Linked DNA regions of Mus musculus: all the other regions are linked to region 3. Evidence: chromatin contacts called from public HiChIP or PLAC-seq and promoter capture Hi-C data. All regions are on one chromosome and are shown on one strand. The core of a region is the stretch at or near the end of the contact, and the rest is flanking DNA. Distances in the headings are between cores, read along the strand shown. Region 1 overlaps Tmprss4 (transmembrane protease, serine 4). Region 2 holds the start of Fxyd6 (FXYD domain-containing ion transport regulator 6). Region 3 holds the start of Il10ra (interleukin 10 receptor, alpha). Region 4 overlaps Fxyd6 (FXYD domain-containing ion transport regulator 6).

Evidence for each region. HiChIP or PLAC-seq counts read pairs in DNA pulled down with a chosen protein or histone mark. Capture Hi-C pulls out chosen DNA fragments and counts their contacts.
Region 1: a contact with region 3 is called in an H3K4me3 HiChIP or PLAC-seq map of the 230-238 cell line, with 22 read pairs. The contact joins the enhancer-like site here to the promoter of Il10ra in region 3. A contact is called at or near these places in 4 of 39 promoter capture datasets (embryonic stem cells, neural stem cells and stem cell-derived epiblast-like cells), 1 of 115 datasets of contacts at active chromatin or transcription factors (the 230-238 cell line) and 2 of 9 other capture datasets (adipose tissue and embryonic stem cells).
Region 2: a promoter capture Hi-C map of adipose tissue shows a contact between it and region 3. The contact joins the promoter of Fxyd6 here to the promoter of Il10ra in region 3. A contact is called at or near these places in 1 of 39 promoter capture datasets (the 3T3-L1 cell line), 1 of 115 datasets of contacts at active chromatin or transcription factors (microglia) and 2 of 9 other capture datasets (adipose tissue and liver).
Region 4: an H3K4me3 HiChIP or PLAC-seq map of bone marrow-derived macrophages shows a contact between it and region 3, with 5 times the contacts expected there. The contact joins the enhancer-like site here to the promoter of Il10ra in region 3. A contact is called at or near these places in 5 of 39 promoter capture datasets (the 3T3-L1 cell line, the C10 cell line, liver and 1 more), 2 of 15 datasets of contacts at CTCF or cohesin (CD8 T cells and large pre-B cells), 2 of 484 Hi-C or Micro-C datasets (both in bone marrow-derived macrophages), 11 of 115 datasets of contacts at active chromatin or transcription factors (CD8 T cells, bone marrow-derived dendritic cells, bone marrow-derived macrophages and 5 more) and 3 of 9 other capture datasets (adipose tissue, liver and macrophages).

What each region holds. Positions count from the first base shown.
Region 1 is chr9:45,187,587-45,192,886 of GRCm38.p6, forward strand. It overlaps Tmprss4 (transmembrane protease, serine 4), which reads right to left. Exons shown (of 13, transcript NM_145403.3): 2 at 2,543-2,576. Among named protein-coding and RNA genes, the nearest start is that of BC049352, 5.5 kb to the right of the region's middle. Within about 2 kb of position 2,280, at least 51 of the 459 cell types and tissues checked have an H3K27ac peak or open chromatin away from gene starts, as enhancers often do. A contact at or near this core is called in the 230-238 cell line and adipose tissue, where this site is marked.
Region 2 is chr9:45,366,708-45,371,841 of GRCm38.p6, forward strand. Fxyd6 (FXYD domain-containing ion transport regulator 6) reads left to right here and starts at 3,478. Exons shown (of 8, transcript NM_022004.6): 1 at 3,478-3,781.
Region 3 is chr9:45,265,478-45,270,865 of GRCm38.p6, forward strand. It overlaps Il10ra (interleukin 10 receptor, alpha), which reads right to left and starts at 3,672. Exons shown (of 7, transcript NM_008348.3): 1 at 3,529-3,672; 2 at 1,623-1,743; 3 at 978-1,165; 4 at 12-178. The coding sequence starts at 3,595. It overlaps Mir7086 (microRNA 7086), which reads right to left and starts at 1,230; the gene lies at 1,166-1,230.
Region 4 is chr9:45,386,647-45,391,967 of GRCm38.p6, forward strand. Fxyd6 (FXYD domain-containing ion transport regulator 6) reads left to right here. Exons shown (of 8, transcript NM_022004.6): 2 at 3,342-3,401; 3 at 3,988-4,026; 4 at 4,131-4,205; 5 at 4,915-4,951. The coding sequence starts at 3,347. Among named protein-coding and RNA genes, the nearest start is that of Fxyd2, 17 kb to the right of the region's middle. Within about 2 kb of position 2,160, at least 23 of the 459 cell types and tissues checked have an H3K27ac peak or open chromatin away from gene starts, as enhancers often do. A contact at or near this core is called in CD8 T cells and bone marrow-derived macrophages, where this site is marked.

The sequences.
Region 1 (5,300 bases), core at 1,030-3,529, 79 kb before region 3:
AGAAACTTGGGAAGTTAAGGTTGAGCTGGAGCAAGTAGATCTCGAGGGTTTATATTTGGGAGTCTACTTTCTTTGCCTACTTTTAAAATTTCCTTCTGTGAATCCCATTTTCTGCGACATCATGTGAATTGTTCTGCTAACACTCTTTCATGGACTGAAACATCCTGGCATTATTTCAGAATGAGTCCTGTGTCCATGAAGTTGTTTGTGTCAGGTGTATCGGTCACAGTGACACAAAAGAACACTTGGGTGGCCAAGGAGATGGGGTATGACAAGGTTGCGAAAAGTCCTCAGTTGGCATCAGAGACAGGCTCTGGACCTTTTCAGGTCCCTTTCCTTCAGGCAATGAACTCATGTGGGAGCCTTCCTCCCCAAGGGGGGGCTGGGCAAGAAGCTTGAGAGCCTCAGAAACCTAGAAAGCAGCAGGCGGCCTCTCTCCTGCCTCCACACCTACATGGCTCACTCCCTCAGCTTCCAGCCTTTCTTTCAAGTCTCTTCTGTGTGAGCCCACTCTAGATTTTCCTGTTTAAGATAAGACCACTGTGCATTTCCCATCTTCCCCTCTTGCCTGTTTTTCTCCCAAAGCACTTATCATCTCTGACCTACTTTGGCTTGTTTTCTGTCTCCTCTCACCCCTCCCTGAAATGGAAATGAAGCCACCATGGAAGACGGTGTCTTTTGTGCATTTCCGAGTCTCCAGTGCCTAGAGCAAGGTCCACAGTAGACACCCAACTAGTGTCCACGAGATGGGAAACGATCCATCCTTGGCTCTGTTCTTTTAGGCGCATCCTGTCAGCCCTTCTCCAAGCTCACTTTATTCGGTCTCAGACAGTGCCAGTCATGTGTCTGGCTCTACCCACAGTCCTCTGCTCAGCTGAAACTCAGACTGATGTCTGCCAGAGGCCAGTGCCCCATACATGATGGTATCAATGGCCTGATAAGAAAGCTCAAACTCTGTGCCTCCCTGATGGAGAGTTTTAACTGTACAGAGGCCCAGTACTAAGGATGTGAAAAAAGACATGGTATGGCCTGTAAGTTGTTAGGACCTGCCACAAAGTAATTTTATCAATAATACTAGCTGGTCCTGTTTTTTTTAAAAGTCCTTACATCAAGTCTTCATAATTACCCTGTTCCCATGGCCACGGACACATCAATATTTTGTTCAGTCATCCATGCATGATATGTTTACTGGTCACCTGCTTCTGGGGACATGAGGTTGACTTGTTTTCACCGTTATCGAACAATCTATTGGATTGTGTCCAAGCCCAAAGGTGTGTCCTGGCTCTTCCTTCTCTGGAAGGGATATTCCTCAGGAAGGAACTTAACTAAAGTTTAGAAATATCCTCCATGCCTGTGGTTGTTCCTTCTGTCTGTTTGTCCTGCCATTGCTTTTAGATAGAGCTTCCAGGAAAGTGGTATTTCCCCTGTCCCTTCCCTCTTGAGTGACAACAGGGACTCTGGTCACATTTACTTCTGGACTTTAGTACTCTGAACCTTTTACGCTGTGTAATTGACTTCATTTACTAACCCAAATGGATCTCACGGCTAATTCAGCGTACACACACACACACACACACACCACACACACACACACACACACACACACACACACACACACACAGAGTTACATCCACAGGCTGGTTTTCTGGTGCCAAATGACCTGAGTGTTATTCCTGACTTCTGGGACTCAGGAGCTCAGATCTCACCCCATCGCCACCCCCATCCATGGCTGGCTGACTCATCTAGCCTGGTTTATACAGTGTTCCCCATCACCTGAGCAGCTGCACGGTCTCTCCTTTCAGCTTCCTTTCCACCAGGTGTTCTGGTTTGGCAGTTGTTGGGTTTGTTCATTGGGTGAGGCACAGGAAGAGCCATGGGAAGCCTGGTGCTCTTTGGGGACTCTGTGGTCTACTGTTACATTAACTCCAGAGCACAAAGGAGGTACTGTTTCTACTCGCCGAGTTATTGTTTCTGGTTATTATTAACTTGTGATTCAAATAAAACGTTAATATGAGTGGGATTGCTCATTGTCTTATGGATATGTTCCCTGTTCATTCGTCTTGCCGATATGAAGGCTCTCAGAAGTAAGCATTCAAGAAAATATAATAGGAGGGGTAAAACCCTTAAAGCTGGGAGCTTTTTACTGATTCACTTATCTGTCTCCTTTAGTCAGAGATCCACAGCTATTTTCTTTCCTAACAGTAAAACACCAGTGTCCCGAATTCTTGGTGGCATGAACTCCATGTGACCAGGGCCTACGCTGCTCTATTGCTCAACCCAACTCCATGCAGATCAGGGTCTGGCAGAATAGCCTGGGGAGTCACTGTTCTTGGCCATCAGGCTGCTGGTCATATTCCCCAGAGACCAAGCTTTTTTTTTTTTTTTTTTTTTTTTTTTTTTTTAAACAAATCCTGGAACGTATGAGTACTTAGTACTTCTTGTTGAAGAATGGATGGATGGTGGACTGAGGTCACACATAGCATTAGCACAATGGTGGCTCACTCAGTAGCTGAGATTCAAAGACTTGGGGATGTGAACTTACCACGGTTGTTGAGGGGTTGGCCACTGTCTGACTCCTGCAATGGAAGGGAACAGATTAAGTTGAGTGAGGGAACCTTTGAGATCTGGACCAGCAGGGCCCACTTCCTGGGTATATTCTTCCTGCTACGTATAAGCTACCAGATGAAATGAAAAATTCACCCATACCCCTATTTGACCTGCCTCAACTAGTTTGCCACTTGTAGAGACTCGTTAGGAGCCTCAGAAACGATTGGCTGCCCGACTGTTATCTGTATTGCTTCTTCCTTTGTCAATCATTTGCTTATTTTTACATATATTGTATTTTTTTGTAGAAACAAATAAAGGGGATGCTTAAATGTCCAATAATGTCAAAAGATGTTCACTGCCGTTATTCATTACATAAATGTAAACTCAGGCTTCAGTGAACTAACTCTCTCTCTCTCTCTCTTCCTCCATACATTAGAAAGGCTAAAGTTAAAACACTGACAATATTAAGTGTTGGTGAGAACACAGGACATGGAGCAACTGGGATGTCTATGCTTGCTAGTGGGATATAAACTATAGCAGTGCTTTGATTAAGTGATTTGATAGTAATCACAGGGCTGGTTTATAGATTGATGGCTCAGCAGATCTACTGTGGGATGTAATCACAAGAAATATATATATATATATATATATATATATATATATATATATATTCTTGAGTTTTCACAGTAGCATTGTTTGTAATAGCTAAACATTGGGAAACCCTTAATGGTTGAGTAGCAAAATAAATTGTGGATTATCTACACAATAGGATTTCAGCAGTAGATAGGAGCAAACTTCTTACAACTACACTTTTCTATCTAAAAATATTTTTATGTGTATAGGAATTTTGCTCACATGTATGTCTGTGTACCATTTCTGTGCCTGGTACCTGTGGAGGCCAGACGAGGGCATCAGCTCAGTGGTTAAGGACTCTTATCCACTGAGTTCCTCTCCAACCCCCTGATCCTCTATGATGTCAGCTTGACTGGACTTAGAAATGCCTGTGAAGGGCTGTGTAGATGTCTCTCTTGGTTAATTGCTTGAAGTTAATAAGCATGAAGGCTTGAGTTTAGATTAGTAGCACCCACATATAAGGCTGAGTGTAGTGGTACACCCCTAGAATCCTGGCTCTGAGGAGGTGGAGACAGGAGACTCCTCTGAGACTTGCTGCTATCTAGTCTAGAAAATCAGTGAGCCTCAGATTCAGTGAAAGACCCTGTCTCAAAAATAAGGTGGAGAGTAATCGAGGAAGACACCTACCGTCGACCTCTGCCTTCCACATACACATGATACAGACATGTACACACATATGCACATATGCACAAACATGTGCACACACATACACAGAAATGCCTAGGACATGGTGAATCACATTCTGGGTATGTCTGTGTTGACATCTCCAGAATTGACAAGATCATTGGTTTAATGGATTAATTGACTGATAGATTCATAAACACAATGGCATTATTGGGAAACGGTAAAAGTTTGGGAGTGTGGCCTCATGAAAGGAGTTAGATCCTAGAGGCAAGTTCCTAGAAAGTGTATCTTGCCCTGAACTTTCTGCCTCCTTGGTCATCACCAAACTGGCCGGAGAGGGTAACTTTCAGGACGAGGATGAGAGCAGCTCAGAGCACCTGGTCCTACGGACACCTAGTCAGGAGATAACGAGACGAACAGCAATTTACACACAACAGGCAAAGCCTTTCCATTTAACCTAGTCAGCTCCAGATTAAAAAGAACTGAAACCAAGTGTGTGGTAACCACAGTGGTTAGCATTCAATAATGGCTAAACTAAACAGATGAATGAGAAATATCCATACTGTGCCAGACCCTGATCCACTAAGAAGAAGATGTCAGAGGTTAATAAGCATTCATCCCAGCAGATAAAGAGAGGTCCCCCCCAGAAGACAACTGAGGGCCCTTGGAGGGCTTGGGGGTATATGTGTGACTACAAATAGATAAGCCAGAAAAAAACCCCAGAGGGCTTGAGGGGAGCTTTCAGGAGAAAGTGGGGATAAGAAGACAGTATCTGGATGAAGATGGGGCCAAGGGAAAGGGTGAGAACAGTTAGAGAGGTCACATCTGAGTTGTAACTTGAATGACAGAAAGGTACTGGCACTCAGGTGCAAGTGTGGGTGATGGAAGAAGCTGCAGAGAAGTGGGCATGGCTGGAGGGGAGGCAGAAGCATCAGAGAAGGAGATGAACCTGTGTTCGTTTGGAGCATTAACACAGTGAGTGGGCTTTGTCTGTGGACCCGTGCCCTTGGATGTTAAGCAGGTTAGGGTATCCACATAAGGCTAGAGGGGGTTGTGGATGCTGAGAGCATTTGTTGAGTGGATCCTTCCCATAGGTGCATTCTTTTTTATTGACTGTACCTGTGTGTACATGCTTCCATTAGTTGGAGCAGGTGGGATGAATTTTTGTTTTTGTTTTGTTTTTTACTAATTCACTAGGCATTGACTACCTATGATGGATGAAAGTTATTCTAGAAGCCAAGACACAGAAGGAACAACAACAGCAACAACAACAGCAACAACAACAACAACAACAGTGCAGTCTACACCTTTTTGCGCTTTGGCTGCTCATTTTGAGCTGAAGTGGCCTGATACTCCCGTCAGGCAATGTCTCCCACTGCTGGCTGCTCAGTCAAGCCTGTACTGTACAGAATATCGTCCTCGTTCACAAACAAAAGGCAGGAAACAGTGAGTCAAGTTAAAACACTGCTCCACAGTCACGGAACCATGACTGCGCC
Region 2 (5,134 bases), core at 2,228-4,727, 100 kb after region 3:
ACCAGTCCTCTTCCTCCTCTTCCTCCTTCTCTTCCTCCTTTTCCTTTACCTCAGATACCAGGAGCTGAGGGGCCCTCCTCTGCCATCCACGCCCTGTTCCTCACATGATGTCTGCCTCAGCACAGGATCAGATCAACAAGGCTGATGCACCGCCAACTGAACCCTCCACAGCTGTGAGCCAAATAGTGCTTTTCTCTTTAGAAGGTGACGTAACTTCTGTATGTGTTATTAAGTGATGGCATAGTGACCCACACAGTAGGGATGTTGGATCCCTGGGTTCCTTGTCAGGAGCAGAGGAACAAGTCTAAGCCAGCGCCCCAAAACACGGCTGTTGACTGGATTATTTGGAAATTACAGGAAAAGAAGGGCCTGGCACAGTTTCCTGAGGGAGAAGCCTAGAGTAATGTGGGGAAGGTTAGGGAGGAATCCAAGGAGTGGTTTGGAATGAACATGGAATCTGGGAGCTGCCCTCTCCTGGGTGACAGCGCGCATAGGAAGGTGGTGAGCGGTTACACTGCAGTAGTTGGCGAGGGGAAGTTCGCCCTTTCTGTGGGTCTCTCTTGGAGAGGTATGGGTTAGGAGGGCCAGGGTAACTGAGAATTCTGGCAATCCCACACCCCTTTAATTGTCCATATGATCCCCACATGGGGATCTTCTCTGGAATGGCTACTTCTGGCATAGCTCATAGACCTAGTTACATGGCTTAGAGTGGGTGGATTTTCTAGCACGGAGCAGTCTGTGACCCACTCAACAGTGTATTGCTCCAATGAGCCTGGCACTGGGTCTTCCCATGGCTCTAGATGTGGGTACTCTCATGTGCTTCCCTCATCCTTAGTGAGTGTGTCTATGTGTTATCTGTGTGTGTGAGACTCCCTTCCCCCCCAAACACACCCATGCTGTTTAGAAACCAATCTGTTCTGGTGTGCTGTCCTGCCTCAGCTGCCCCTTTCCTCAGGCTTCCAGAGAAGCAATTGCGTAGCAAAGATCCAAGCTCTTTACCCAGCCTTCTAAACCCTGACTGTGAACTCTTTAGGAACCTTCTGAGCCAGCCTTTCCCAAATTCTTTTCATAGCAATTTTTGTATCCCCTCAGTGGCTTCCCATGGCCCTGGAGACAAAAGCTGAAATTGCCCAGGAACTGCCCGGCTGCCAAGCCTGGCATCTGTGTCCTTCCCTAGCCTGTCTCCTCTGCACTCTGCCACACCGGGAGCAATTCCCACACTCTGCAGTCCGCTTCAGGGCCTTTGCACGCACACATCGCTTCTGTTCCACTGTTGGCATCATTTCCCAAGCCTGCTTTGCACCTCAGTTGTTTCTTTCAGCGCATCTCCTTAGCACTCCCCGACTCTCCAGCTTGCTTTGCAAATGTTACATTCTCGGGGCTCTGAACCATTTGATCAAAATCCTTTTCACCCCTTATCTATAAAGGACAATGTTGTATCTAAAGAGCTTGACCTAGGGCTCAGGGAAGAGTCACGCCTCACATCCGTGTGTTGAAAGAATGGGGCAGCTGGTGACCTCTTTTAACCCGTGGACACATTTATCGCAGGAACCAGATGTGTTTCTTTACTCCCTAGAAGGGAGATGTGACTTTCCCAGGGCAAGGCTATGTGTTGCTTTGTAGCAGAAACCCCCAAATTCCACCTGGATAAACAAGAAAGGTTATTTGAGAGGCTGGCCCTGGCCAGTCCTCACAGACTGGATTCCACTCTCCTCCATAGCCAGGACTATCAGCAGCATCAGACACAGGCCCGGAAGTAGCTTGGCCATGTTCTCTGGCAGGAGACAGGCTGAACCAACAGGTGGTTGGGCTTAGAAGTTCTGACCCGTCAGCCTATCCTTTCCCAAACTGGCCTGTAAAGCCTGAGCTGGCAACCACTTACAAGGAGCGACTCCAACAGACAACTTAGAGGTGGGAAATGTCAGGACTCAAGGGCACTGGGAGGGAGGACCAATCTGCTTGCCCAGGACAGGGAACTAGTAAGCAGTGTGGTTTCATTTCTCCCACCCACAGCAAGTGGAAAGGGACAGGAGATTACAGTCCTCAGCTTACAGAGGAAAAGTTTGGGACAGAAGGTCAGGCCGCTGTCTGGAGCCACGTGGATTGGCAAGACTTGAGCCAGACTTTGATAAAAGGGTTTTAACTGTCACAGGAACCCTAGTGATTATGAAACTGGGCCAGGGTGGAGTCTTTTCAGCCCAAGGTCCTATGCTTAAGGGGTCAAACTATCCTCTACAGACTCCCCTTAAGCAAGGTAACCCAGTTTCTTCCTGGTAGCCATTGATGGCTTCTCTGCCAGTTCTAGGGCAACCTTGACTTCCCATCTGTTTTTTTGCCTTGGCCTTTGAGACTGGACCATTTGTTAAAGTGATTCAACCAAGCTGAAAGGCCACAGAATTATCAAGTTTGTTTGTTTGCTTCCTCTTCTTCCTCTTTCAACTCTTCTTCCTTTTCCTCTGAAAAGGGAAGATTTTCATGCCCTGAAACAAGATTTCTCTATGTATCCCTGGCTGTCCTAGAACTCTCTCTTTAGACCAGACTGGCCTCAAATCCAGAGATTCACCTGTCTCTGCCTCCCAAGTGTTGGGATTAAAAGAGTTGTTCTCCTCCTCCTCCTCCTCCTCCTCCTCCTCCTCTTCCTTCTTCTTCTTCACAAATGAGTAACTGTCCTGGTGCTGTGGTGCTGGAGAGGCAGGGCTGGGCTCTTGCTAGTAGAGCCCATTATTTCTGGGGTAGGGGTTGTCAGGAAAGCCTCGTGATAAGACCTAGAATTGGCTGATGCCAGCTGCTCTCCTCAATGCTTCAGCACAGGGTAGGCCAGCCTCCCTACAGCATCCCTTCAGTTGGCTAATTAGAACAGCCTTCCCCACTACAGAGCTTCCTGGATACCAACCTGCTGGGGGTGGTGGGGTGGGGTGGGGTGACCTCTGTCCATTCTTGCAAGCTCTTCTATCATTACTTAGAGTTAGTCAATGGAACCCTTGCTGGGAGTTAGTCTCACCTCCCTTTCCTAGATTAGGGAAAGGAACACTCCATATATGAGTGTTCATACTGATGCTACAGGTAGGATTGCAGAGCTAGGATGTAAATCTTTAAATTAATTTGTCACCTCGAATTTTGACTCTTAGTGACTAGGCTGGGGAGAGCTACTCTTAAAGCCTTCCGGAGTTAGGGATGGAGATGGGTGTCTTGAAAACGGGCTTCTGGGCAGCAAAACCCTGGTTCATGTGAGGGTCTTGTCCCCACAGCCCACCAGCTCTATTTGCAAACAACACTCCACCTAACTCTGGCTCCCATTCATGCTAATTGCGAACACAGCCAATGAACGCAGGTTGCAGGTGGCTGATGCTCCGTTGTTTCCTATTTTTCTGCCTTTCTCCCCTGATTTTCCTATTTCCGAAAAACACCAGCCCTGTCACGGTGTTGGTCTGGCTCATTTCCTACCCTCACCAAAGGGGGGGAGAATCAAAAAGCAACAGCTGCTGGCAAATCCGCTCCGGCGCTGGGCGCCTCCTCCGCGCGTCTCCTGTTGCTTCTTCAAGCCTCACTTCCCTTTGCGAAGAGCTCGCAGAGAGAAGGGCGCGGGCGACATCACAGGGGTCTGCAAGGGGACCCAGAAGCCAGTGGACGAGGGCGACCGGGGAGGCCAACCAGTCAGCCCCCTCTGGGAGGCGGGAAAGCTGCAAGCCGCGCCCACCGCCCTGCCCCCAGCGCGCCACTCCCGGCTGCTTGGACTCTGCTAGTCCTTCTGGGATCCGCTCGGAGGGGACCCAACGCCTAGGTGAGCAGCAAGGGAGGTGGGCAAAGTTGGCACCTTCTTCCGAGTGGAGGAGGCTTGGGTGGGGATCCGTCACTCTAGCGCCAGGTTCCTCCGAGTCTTGTTTGTTTCAGTGGGTGTGTGCCCAGGTCCCTGCCTGGGCGGCGGGAAATGGATTTGGAGATGTAAACAAGTAGATGAGCTTCCAAAAGCTAAGGATACCGGGATGGGGTTGCAGGCAATGGCGGTGGGCGATGCTGGTGGCTGGAAAATGCTTTTGAGGCTGCCCTGAGCTTGCATCAGGAGCTCCAGAAGGATAGAGGACCCTTTAGCAGGGGAGCTTCCCTTTGTTACTCGGAAGCGGGAGACCCTGCGGGGAATGGAGATGCGAGGACCCGGGAATGAAGGAATGTGAATGTGGACACATGGGCCACACAAAATGGAAATTTGCTGGCTTGGTGCTTGTGGGGTGTGGGCGTGGGCTCCGGGAGTGGCGAAGAGGCCCTGTAGACGGCGTTGGGGTTCGAGGATGAGGGGATTCATCTGACTGCATTGCCTTCTTTTGGTCTGTCCAGCTCGATTTTCTTTCCAGGGCTGCTAGTACCCTATCTCCATCGTTCCCAACCGGGGCTGGCCCTGGCGGAGCCTCCCCGCTTTATGTCTGCCCAGGGCTTTTCTGTAGAGTTGGTTGAGAGACTGGGTCTCTGGGCGTCTGCTCCTAGGAGCAGTCAGGTTGGAAATACCGGCCCACCCAAGCTGCCACCAACCTCCAGACCCAGAGGTTGTGATGCCTGGAGGCTTGGCTCCATCAATGTACCCTCTGTCTTTATTTCCTTTGTCTAACCTGTCTTCCCGCGCTACTGGAATTGGGATTTCTACCTTTGTAGTGGGACCAGTGGGCATCTCAGCCCTCTCAAGGACCCTTGGCACTAGTGTTCTGACTGCCCTCATATTGTAGATGTATGAATGTGTGTATCTGTTTTCCAACTTGGCCTTTTGCACGTGACCTGTCTCATGGTTGCCATGGAAACCCCTCCAGTTCAACCTCCCTCAGATTTCTGCCCATTCCTCACCTCCAATTGCCTCCCCTCCCCCCAATATGGTTGCTTAGATACTGGTTACCCTTTGCTTTTTAAAGGAGGACACCCTATGTCTGGCTCCCGTTCTAAACTGCCTGGCCCTTTACCCATCCCACCACCACAAGCACCACAAACACAAGTGCTCACACATTACACACAATATCGTCACAGCCTCACATACCTGTCAACCCTCACAGCCCTTTAGCATAGTGGACACACATAACATACACATTTATATCACATGAACACCAAGTAACACATCATGAAACCACAACACATCAAGCCAAAGACACCAAAT
Region 3 (5,388 bases), core at 2,422-4,921:
GAGCATCATACCTTTAGTTCTGAGAACTTCCGGATGGAAATCTTGTAAACTCGGAGATCCTTGAAGACTTGTTCGTACTCATCCCCTGCAGGGGTTATCGTGGGCCTGGGGGGATGGATTGTCCCATAGATGATGCCGTCCATTGCTTTCAGAGTCACGCTATCCACTGTCAGAATCACTAAGTGAGAGACAGGTGAAGACATGAGGGCAAAGGCTAGGGAGAGCATCCAGAGCCTCACTCTAGGATCAAACCTTTCCAACTCTAAAACCTAGACCTCAGGTTTACAGCTCTACCCCGCATGAGAACATCTTAGAGAATGTGTCTTATGGGTCTCTAGCACCCAGGGAATTGAATAGCTCAGCCTGGGTCCTTGAAATACAACTTTTAAAGCTACTCCCTTGCATATGCTTTCTGCAGGCAGCTGAGCCCGAGCATATAAGCTGGCCTTGGGGAAACAGCGACCTCCCAGATGTCACTTCTAGCTCTGAGTCCTACAGGGTGAGACCATCTTGTAGCCAGACCCTGTGCAGATCCAGTGTGGATTGAAGGGTTCCACTGTGGCTAGCTAACTGCCCTGGGACTCCCCAGAAATTGTCTTGGATTTTTTTTTTTCATCAGTACATCTTCCAGCCTCAAAGGTACAAGCTGGGAGATTCTCTCTACGCGGGGCCAGGCCTCATCTGAACTGTGTCCCTGAGTGCTCAAAATCCAGTGCCTCATCCTAAACTCGACAAGTTCATACATGTGGCTTTCATGACACAGACACCCCACCCATCCCAAGACCTCTCGTATGGAGGATAAACAATGTCACTTCCCTTTAAAAATCTCAGACAGATCTGTTAAGGCAGTCAGTTTGCTGGCCAGGAAGTCTGGTGACTTTAAAGTGGTGAGAACAGACAGAACAAGCCCTAGGCTGGAGTTCCTGGCTGGAACTGTCCCGGAAGGCCATGTTCTAAGCCCAGTAGAGGCAAAGCACCTTCATCCACTGTGAAGCGAGTCTCAGTGGTGGTCCAGTTGGAGTACTGACTGTTGTCCACTGCCCGGACTCTGGCCCGGTAGCCATAGCTTCGGTGATACAGATCCAGGGTGAACGTTGTGAGATCACAGGACAATGCCTGAGCCTTTCTACAGATATGGATGTCATTCCAGGTTGAGTTTCCGTACCTGAGGAGATATCAGAACGGACACTGAGGGAACAGCTTGTGCCCAAACCTTTCTCCTCTTAAGAGGGGAGGGAAAGGCCAGGCAGAACGTTTCCTTAATGACAAAGGGAACAGTCCTCAGGCCCTTGGCCAAGGTCTCTGTTGACATCCATGTTCTAGAAAGCCCCTGGGTGGGAATTTAAGTAGCTCATTCCCCCCTAAGACTGTATGAGCCCACTCTGCAATCCCCTGTTTCCTTTCTTGTAGTTAGGTTTATGAATGCTTTTCCAGAATACCAGGAAGCCCTCCAAGCCAACAGCTGCTCACCTTAGGGGTCCCAGCACATTGCTCAACTCATATGACACTCAAGCAAGTATGTGTCAGAGTCCCTTTTAGTCTCATTTCAATAGTAAGGTAGCCACCTAGTCGTCCCCCCCCCCTCCCGCCTCCATTTGGTCCCCCTGTGCCTCTTTCCTTACTGTTTGAGGGCCACTTCATAGTAGGTGCTCTCAGACTGGTTTGGGATAGGTTTCCAGTGGAGGATGTGCTGGAAAAATCTGGCTTCAAACCACACATAGGAAGGGCTTGGCAGTTCTGTCCCTAGGGGAAAGAATTCTAACACTAGAGAAAGCAGAGGTACCCGGGGGACTAGGAAGAGGGTGGTGAAAGCCGCAAGAGTACTTTGGGAGGGAGGGGCTGGGTGCTTTACATATATATGTTCGGTTTAGTGATCACAGCAGCTCTGGGCTCTAGACACATGCCGAACTTAGTGAAGAAGAAATAGAATCCCAGAGAATCAGATAGTTGGCCCAAGGCCAGTGGAGCCAGTAAGGGGCATGGTGGTGGTCTATATCCAGAATGTGTCTGAATCCAAAGCTAGAGTCTTGTCTTTCTATGCTTGTGTGATGTGGGATGAGAAGCCTCACAAGGGACTGACAAAGGCAAGTTGGGTCTGTTACATTCCAGGATAATGGCCAGGAGTGGCTCTCAGATGAGCCGGTCCCTGGCTCTCTGGCCAAAGCCTGTTCCTGTTCTAGCGACATTCCAGGACTGAGTTCTCATCCAAGCCATGACCCTTGACCTTATCTGGATCCGTAGGCACCCTGCTTGTCTACACAGACATCTTGTGGTCCAGGCACAGGGTATCCCCACAGTCCCTAGTTTCTAGGAAAGCTGTAGCTCAGACATGGACATCAGTATAATCAGATGCCTAGGCGAGCCTCAAATGGAGACAATGAACGTCAGCGGTCCAGCCTCCTGGCCTCCTCGAAAACTCAGCTGTGAAGTACCTGTAGTCTCCCACTCTATTAGTTCTAAAGAGCTGACACAGGAGCCTGGAGCTAGCAGCTTGCCAGTATGACCAGGAGCAGAGGAGTGACCCCCTTGAGATCCTCTGCCCTTTTTGTAACAATACAATAAGCATTCCTATTGAATTCTCCTGATGAGTTCTGCGGGCTTAAGTGTGTTGCAAGGACAATAGCCCTTGTTCCTCTCCAGCCTTCTTGACCCTTTAAGATGTCTCCTCTTGAAGGCAGCTCTGCAACACTTTCCTTCTCCAAACTGCCAGCTCTCTGAGAGTCACAGTTCTCAGTTCTCTTTCAGTGACCCTGTCATTCTCAGAAAACATACTTGTCCCAGCCCTTCCCCCCCCCCACCCCTTTCTTTGAATCTCAAGGTTGTGTTTCAGTTGCAAAACTCTGAGAGGGGGAGTGAAAACCTCAGCCCGTGTTTGTGATGTTCAGCGGGGCACATCCCCAGTGCCTCTGTAGATAACATGACTGACTGTGCTCTTTTTACTTTGAACTCCTGTAAAAGTGTGTTTTGGGGTCCCCGGTCTTCGTACTTCTGTGCCACTTGGTCCCTCCAACTCTCCACTTTTTCATTCTCTCCTGGGCTACAGGAACCTAGCCTGAGCTGAGGAGTGGGTAAAGTGTGTGTGTGTGAGGGGGGTGGGCAGCAGGCAGCGGAGATGAATTGTGGGCTAAAGACTAACAGGGTGGTCGGGAAGGGTGGGCAGAAAGAAGGGATGGGGTGAGATGGTAGGGTTCAGGGAGAGGAGCCTAACTAAGAAGGGGCACGATCAGACCCACGGAAGAACCAGAACAGCCGAAAAGTGAGGGCTAAGTTATGGATTGTCCGGAGGTGGTAGGATAATGATTTGAGGAACAAGGGTACGTACAGGACGGAAACTATAGGCTTTACCCATCCATCGCTGGCCACTCCCAAACAGCCACAGTTAATCTTAGCCTCCTCCACTTAAACAGCAGGTGAGCCGGAGACCGTTTTGCCAGCATGAAGGAGCTGGGGCGGGACCCCAGCCCATCCAAGCAGATTCTCCCGCGAATGTGAACTTTAAAGCAACAGAGCGAGCGCTGGGGAGCCTACCGTATGCAATGAATTCTAGGCTCAGGCTGGAGATCGTGACGAGGAATGGGAGCAAACGCGACAACATCCTGGGCGCACAGCGGCATCGTCCACTGGAGCCGGCCTTTACGCCTCCGGCCGGCGGCGTCCTGAGAACTGAAGACTGCCGCTGGATCCACAGGGCCAGCTTGACATCAACCTGAAGGCGGAGCCTCGTTGCTCCGCCCTCAGCCCACGGAGCTTGGGAACCTCCGCAGGAACCTCAGCAGGCAGCGAAGTCTAGCTAGTTCTGGGGCATTTGTCTCAAGGTGAAAGAGCAGCTGAGGCTTTCTGTGGCTGGGCTCTTAACTCTCACACCGACTGGACAGCCTGTCTCCCCTCTCCCTCCCCCTCCCCTTCCCCTTGCCCCCTTCCCCTCTCTGTTGTAGCAATTGGAATTACTGACTGGGCCAGGAGCAAAGCACAAGCGTGCAGGTACATGTGTGAAAGTCCTGGGACCTCTATGCAGGGCCCTCTGCTAAGCCAACAGTGAGGGAACGTCCCTACCTGACTCTTGGTGGGAGTCCATGACACCCCCAGGCCCTTTAGGTTGTTCTTGCCCTAAATCTGCAGGTTAGAAGTGTCAATAGGCGCCTTGAGGGACCTGGTATCACTCAGATGCCTCTTCAGTGACCAGGACATCTGTCTGCCCTCCAGTGTCACCAAAGATGTTAATTGTGTGAGAGACCAAGCTTTGTCCACCTGACTTATTGGCAGGTGGCGCTGATACTGTGAGTATGTCACTTACATGATTTTCAGGGATCTAATTGTGAGGTGTACAGCGCCCGTGGGGTCATCTGCCAGGTACATATTCATGCTATCCTGGAAGCCCTGTTTTTGTTCTGAGGAGGCACAGAAGCCAAGGAAGGGCTGGAGTCACTAGGATGCCCTTGCTCTCAAGAAGTCACTTTCTATTCCCCTCAGAGCCTACCTGTCACACGGAAGACACTACTGCCTTGAGAAGGCTTGGCCAGCCATCGGTCTGCAAATTGCATGATTCTCAGTGCCAATACCAATCCTGCCTCCCATCAAATTAGAAACTGACTGAAAACAGTATGAGGTATTTGTTAAATTTTTCTTTTTCTTCCTGGAAATTGGATTGGATGGTTCTCCGGTGTGAAGTTCGTAGATGACAAAGTACTGTTACTATGTCAAAGATTTGGGCAACCTCTGAACCTGGAGAAGGACCCTCCAACTTGGGGGTGTCAGACACGAGCACTGCCGTCGTGACCTGAGAGCTAGTGATGCACACCACCCCCTTGGCTTGTGGAGACACAAGCTTTGTCTAAACACCGTGGGAGTGGATAGTGCTATGTCCAGTGGCCTAGACAGAGGATGCCAAGTGGAGTGGGATCATGTTCTGTGCCGAGGGAACTCACTGGGAAAGGTGCTTGTCTGTGAGGACTGGGCTGCCCTAGCTATTCAGCTAGTTGGAAGTAATATCTGTGAACCATAGCATCGAGCACACACACACACACACACACACGCACACACACACAATCAGTGAGAACCACACTCAGGGATACCCTCGTCACTGTGAATACCCTCATGTCAGCCATGTTGGAAAACTTCAGACTTCTTAATGTGGGAGGACTTTGTTTTAATTGCTGTTCTGCACTGCCCATCCTTCCGCTGGTAAAGCACATATACTGCTTGGCGTGACACAAGTACCCAGGCGTGACGCAAGTACCCGGGCATGACTTCTTAGTCCCCGTTTACCTCTTAAAAAAGAGGACACTGCGGTGTTTCTTCCTCAGTTGTCTTCCTTTTAGTTTTTGGTTGAGTTATAAGAATTTTAAAGCCTTGCACCTTGGCTGTTTTAAGGGACGATCGAGATGGTTC
Region 4 (5,321 bases), core at 910-3,409, 120 kb after region 3:
GAGAGATGGCTCAGTGGTTAAGAGCACTGACTGCTTTTCCAAAGGTCCTGAGTTCAAATTTCAGCAACCACATGGTGGCTCACAACCATCTGTAATGAGATCTGACGCCCTCTTCTGGTGTGTCTGAAGACAGCTACAGTGTACTTAGATATAATCATAAATAAATCTTGAAAAAAAAAAAAAGAAAGTTAAGGAGAGTATCATAGAGACAAATTAGCCGATACACCCAAAGAGGAAGCTGGGAGATAACCACACAGCCAAGCAGAAACCAGACTTGTGGTGGCGACGTGGAACACCACGAGAAGTGGCTGGCAGTTCCAAGTGGTTCTGGGACATCTGGTTATCAGAATGGGAGAAAAATAAGATTCAGACCCCTACCTCACACCTCAGTTCCAAGTGGAATACAAGTTTTGAGTGTAGCTGGGCTCAATGGTGCATGTCTGTGGTTCTGGGCACTCCTCCAGTTGCTGACTTAGGGTCTCTTAGATCCAGACACCTAATACCACAAACAAAACACAAAGCACAAACAAACCTTTAATGTGGCCTACCTGTGTGAAGAAATGTCTTTAAAAAGACACATAGGATCATCATATTAGAACTGAGAAGTTCTGTGCCCTGTAAGACAATTTTTAAAAGTAAAGACAGAGCCAGCAAGACAGCTCAGGAGCTCCAGGGTCTACCACCAGGCCTGACCCTGGGGTTTGCTCCCATGATGCCTGTGATAGGCGAGAACTCCCACCCCCCCCCCAAGATGTCATCTGACCTCTACACACCTGCTGGGGCGCATGCGCGCGCGCGCGCGCGCGCGCACACACACACACACACACACACACACACAGAGTGAGTAAATGAAATGTGAAAAAAAAGTTCTTAAGTAAAAAGACAAATCACAGGCTAAGAGGAGATATTATATTGGAATATTATATTGGAATACTCAATAACTGAGGTTTAATGTCAAGATTGGAAAAAAATGATTTGAAACAGGAAAAAGATAAGAACATCCTATCACCTGTGAAGAAACAGAAATGTCAAACACCCAATTACTAAGTGACCAGATTAATGCTACATTTTATGCCTCGAAATTGACAAAAATTGGGACATCTATTAATGCCAAACTGATCTGGATGGGGAGTGGCAGATCAATCACATCGCGCTGGCCGGATGATAGGAGGGGAATGACCGGGTGAAGAGTGATTAACTGTGCAGCACTGACGGTTTGTCACCCAAGCCGTGGTCTCAGAGCCATGCTCACTCGTGGCCGCCATTTCCAGGCTGCAGGGTGAGACCGGCCAAGGGGCCAAGCCGTATTCCCTTTAAAAGGAAACTAAGCAGGAGAGTACTTCGTGCACCATAAGTGTCGTTTGGTCGTTATGTTTTCTGGTGTCCAGGAATGAGTGGTCCCCCCCTTCCCCGCATCTGCAATATAAACAGGTTCCTCTTGAGACTGGGTGTGAGTGTTTATAACCCTATCACGTAAAGTTAGCAATGCCACGTTAAAGACACCAGATGTCCATCAACAAGAGAATGGATCAGTACACAATAGTTTGCCTTCACAATGAAATGCCAGGTGTTAAACATGAATTAACTGCAGAGCTGTGCATAGATAAATCTTCAGTACAAAGTTGATTAAGGCAAGTCCAGGGGCCTGTACATATTATAATTCTTTAAAGCTATATTAGGGGTTGGGGAGAAGGCTCAGTCAGTAAGGCATTTACCTCAAGTGTGAGGGCCTGAGTTTGATCCCCAGAACTTATGTGGAGTGGCACCTAACAGCGGTCTCAGCATTGAGAAGATGGAGAGTTTGAAGGATGGCTGGAATTTGCCAGCTAGCCAGCCAGCTAGCCCGCCGGCCTCCTTGAATCAGAATCTGTCAGCTCCAGGCTCTGTCTCAAAAGATAAAGTACGGAGTGTGTGAGGAAGACATCTGACGTGGACCTTGTGGCTCCACATGCAAGAGCATGCGCCCGCTCAGACACCCAAACACTTACATATGCACAGAATCACTCTGAGCAATGTTATTGGATATCTGGGTCAAGCATAGTTTTTAAGAAGAGCAAGGTGCATGTTCACACAGCAGGCGATGATTTGACACCTACAGGACTCTGGCTGGAAATGGTCATGGATGAAGCTCTGCTGCCCCCTGGTGTCTGATTGGTAGATGGCAGCAGGGTCACTTGTTAGACTGAGCGTGGGACCGGCCATTCTAGACAGGTTCAAGCTGTGGCCCGTCTTACCCTGCATGGAAAAGATTAAGCAGCTTTGGGCGCTCCTGATTTGCATTCTTCTCACTTCTCACTCTGTATTAGTCTTCTGAGTCTGAGAGTGACAAGTGTAACCCCACTGATACATGTCCCTGGTGTGTCCCATCAGAGTCCCCCACTTCATCACCAGAAATTGATGAGATCCACGTAGAGGGGTCAGTGACTTCCGTGGGAGGAGAGACTGGGGTTGATGCTTAGAAACCCCTATCCAGACTACCTTAACACAATTATCACCTTTAGGAGATGGGGCCTCTAGGGAAAGCTGAGAAAACAGGAAACAACAGGAAGGACACCTAAGATCACATATGGGCATCAGGGTTTGTGATAGCGTTTGGGGAACAGAAAGAGTCTTCCACCCATCACCTGATAGAAAAACACTTCCTAGGGTCTGGAGAGATGGCTCAGTGCTTAGAATGCTTACTGCTCTTCCAGAGGACTCAAATTTGGTTCCCAGCACCCATATCAGACAGCTCTTAACCACCTGTAACTCCAGCTCCTGGAGATGCCGTGAGCTGGTCTTCCTAGCCTCCAAGGACACCTGCACACATGCACACATAGACACACACTCACACATACAATATAAACATATCTTAAAAACACTTTCTGGCGGGCTGTTGACTGTGGGAGCTGGGCCCAGGGCCCCACATCTTAATGAGGCAGAAGTTGGCCCGGAAGGAGGACACTGGTGAGACATCTCCAAAGCCCTTGGGAAGGCAAGGCTTCAGCCCAGAAGCCCCACGCTAATGAGTCCCTGAGCCGTCATCTGACCTGGGCCCTACCGCTCCCCCTATGAAGGGCGATAATTATCAGCAAGTTTCTGGTTCCAGGCCTGCAGTGTGGACCTAGCACAGTGCCTGTTAAGTGTCCTGACTCATCTGGGTTAATAGTATTGGCCACACAGAGCTCTCTGAGAGTCTGATGAGAGCCTGATAAGGTGGCATTGGTCCCGGAGATTTGAAGTGGCCTCAGGTCACACAAGCTCCCCATACAGCTCAGGCTAGGACGAGGCCCTGTCAGGGTGACGGCTTACCGAGGAAGGTCTTCTGTCCCTGGAGTAATGTCTTGCTTCTTTACCCCCAGACACCATGGAGACGGTGCTGGTCCTCTGCAGCTTGCTGGCCCCTGTGGTCCTGGCGAGTGGTAAGAATCCTTTAGGGCCTTGCTGTGCCAAACTGGCAGACATAGCCCTTTCCAGCAGAAGATTCTGGCCCATTCAGACATTAGGGTTGAGATCTTAGGCCACTTTACATCTGGTCACGGGCTCTTACTGTCAGCAGAGGAAAACAGATCCTAGTTCAGGGCCCCCCTGCACGCCCTTCTCCCACTGTTTCCCACAAGGGTTCAGCAATCCTTCTGTTAATCTCTCCAGGTACCTTGGGCTCCTGTGGAATTGTAGCCTAGACTGTAATTAATCCATCCTGACTTTATATGCAGGTCACGAGCCTCCCCCACCCCTTGGTCTCAGTTTCCCCCTTTGTCACTAGATGATAATAGACCTGGTCTTTTGGAGGAAATGAAAGACATAATGTGAGCCCGGGACCCCAAAGACTCTAATTCAGGCGAGGACCCCCAAGCCCAGCTAGCCCATCTTCCATGATCTCCAGTATCTCTGCCCAGTGAACCCCCTTCACAAGGACTCTTTGGTGGGGACTAGAGGTTATGGGGCAGGTGAGAAGTCACAGGAAGTATGGCTGTCTTCCTCTTGACCATGTCACATCTTTCCCAGCAGCTGAGAAGGAGAAAGAAAAGGATCCTTTCTATTACGGTGAGTGAGCTCAGCAGCCCTGGGGGGTGGTCCCATCCAGGAGGGGCCGGCGTGACCTCCTGGCCCCGCCTCTCTCCCACCTCTCACTTCTCCTCCCTTTGCAGACTACCAGACCCTGAGGATTGGGGGGTTGGTGTTTGCTGTGGTCCTCTTCTCCGTTGGGATACTTCTCATCCTCAGTAAGTGTGTCCTTTCTCTCTACGGCTGCTAGACAGATGGGGACAGTATACAAGCCTAGCCATTTTGTCTGTGGGACAGGAGAAGGCACAGTCTTGCCTCTCCACAGTATCTCCAGGATCAATACAGGGCTGGCCATGTAGTACGTGCTCAGGAAAACAAGGAAGGCATGGCCAGAGAATGTAAGTGAGAACAGACATAGCCAAGAACCACAGACTGCATCCATAGGGCAGGGGGCTGGCCATCCCAGGAGTCAGATGCTGTTCTCGCCGTGCTCCTAGAGATGTGTCCCTGTGCATTTCCCCTACACGAGCTGTGGCGTTGTGTTTTTTTTTTTTGTTTGTTTTTTTTTTGTTTGTGGTATGAAAGGGCAAAGTTCATCATAGTGGGAAGGCAGTGAACTAGCTTGGTCTGTGATAGCAGACACATGTGGCTTGTTTACATTGAGACAGACCAGGAAGCAGAAAGCTCAGGATATAACCAAAAGTGGCTACCACCTCCAAGACCTGCCCCAACAAATCACTTTGGTTAGCTCGGCCCCACCTCCCAAAGATTCCCCCTCCCACAAACAGCACCCAGTGAGGATCAAATATCCAGACCCAACTGTGGGGGGGGGCAGGGGGCGGCGGTAGGTCTTTTGTGTTCAGGCCTGGAGCCTGGCCTTGAGCTGAGGCTGGAGTCGTGACCTTGGATGGTTTCTTTGTGTTTCAGGTCGCAGGTGCAAGTGCAGTTTCAATCAGAAGCCCAGGTAAGGGTGCTGAGGCTATCGGACAGGGAGAGGTCTGTGGAGTGAACCCCGTGGGTGTTCTTTTGTCTCAGAAAGAGAATGTGGGGAGCTGGGGTATGAATCTGGGGGGTTTCCAAGTGGCTTTAAAACAAAGCAGAGGTCATAATATGGAGGGGCAGCCTCAGATGTAAATTCCTGGGTAGGAGTGTTCTGGAACCTTGTTTAGAGGCCCTGGAGACAGGGAGGCTGGCTAGGAGAGAGGTAGCAGCCGATGGCCGCTCTGTGGTGCAGGGCAGAGACATTGGGCCTGCTTCTTATCTTTTCCTGAGGCTCTGGGCATTGTGTAGACACTTGGCCTCCTTTCTACACCGTATAAGTTATACCCCATTCA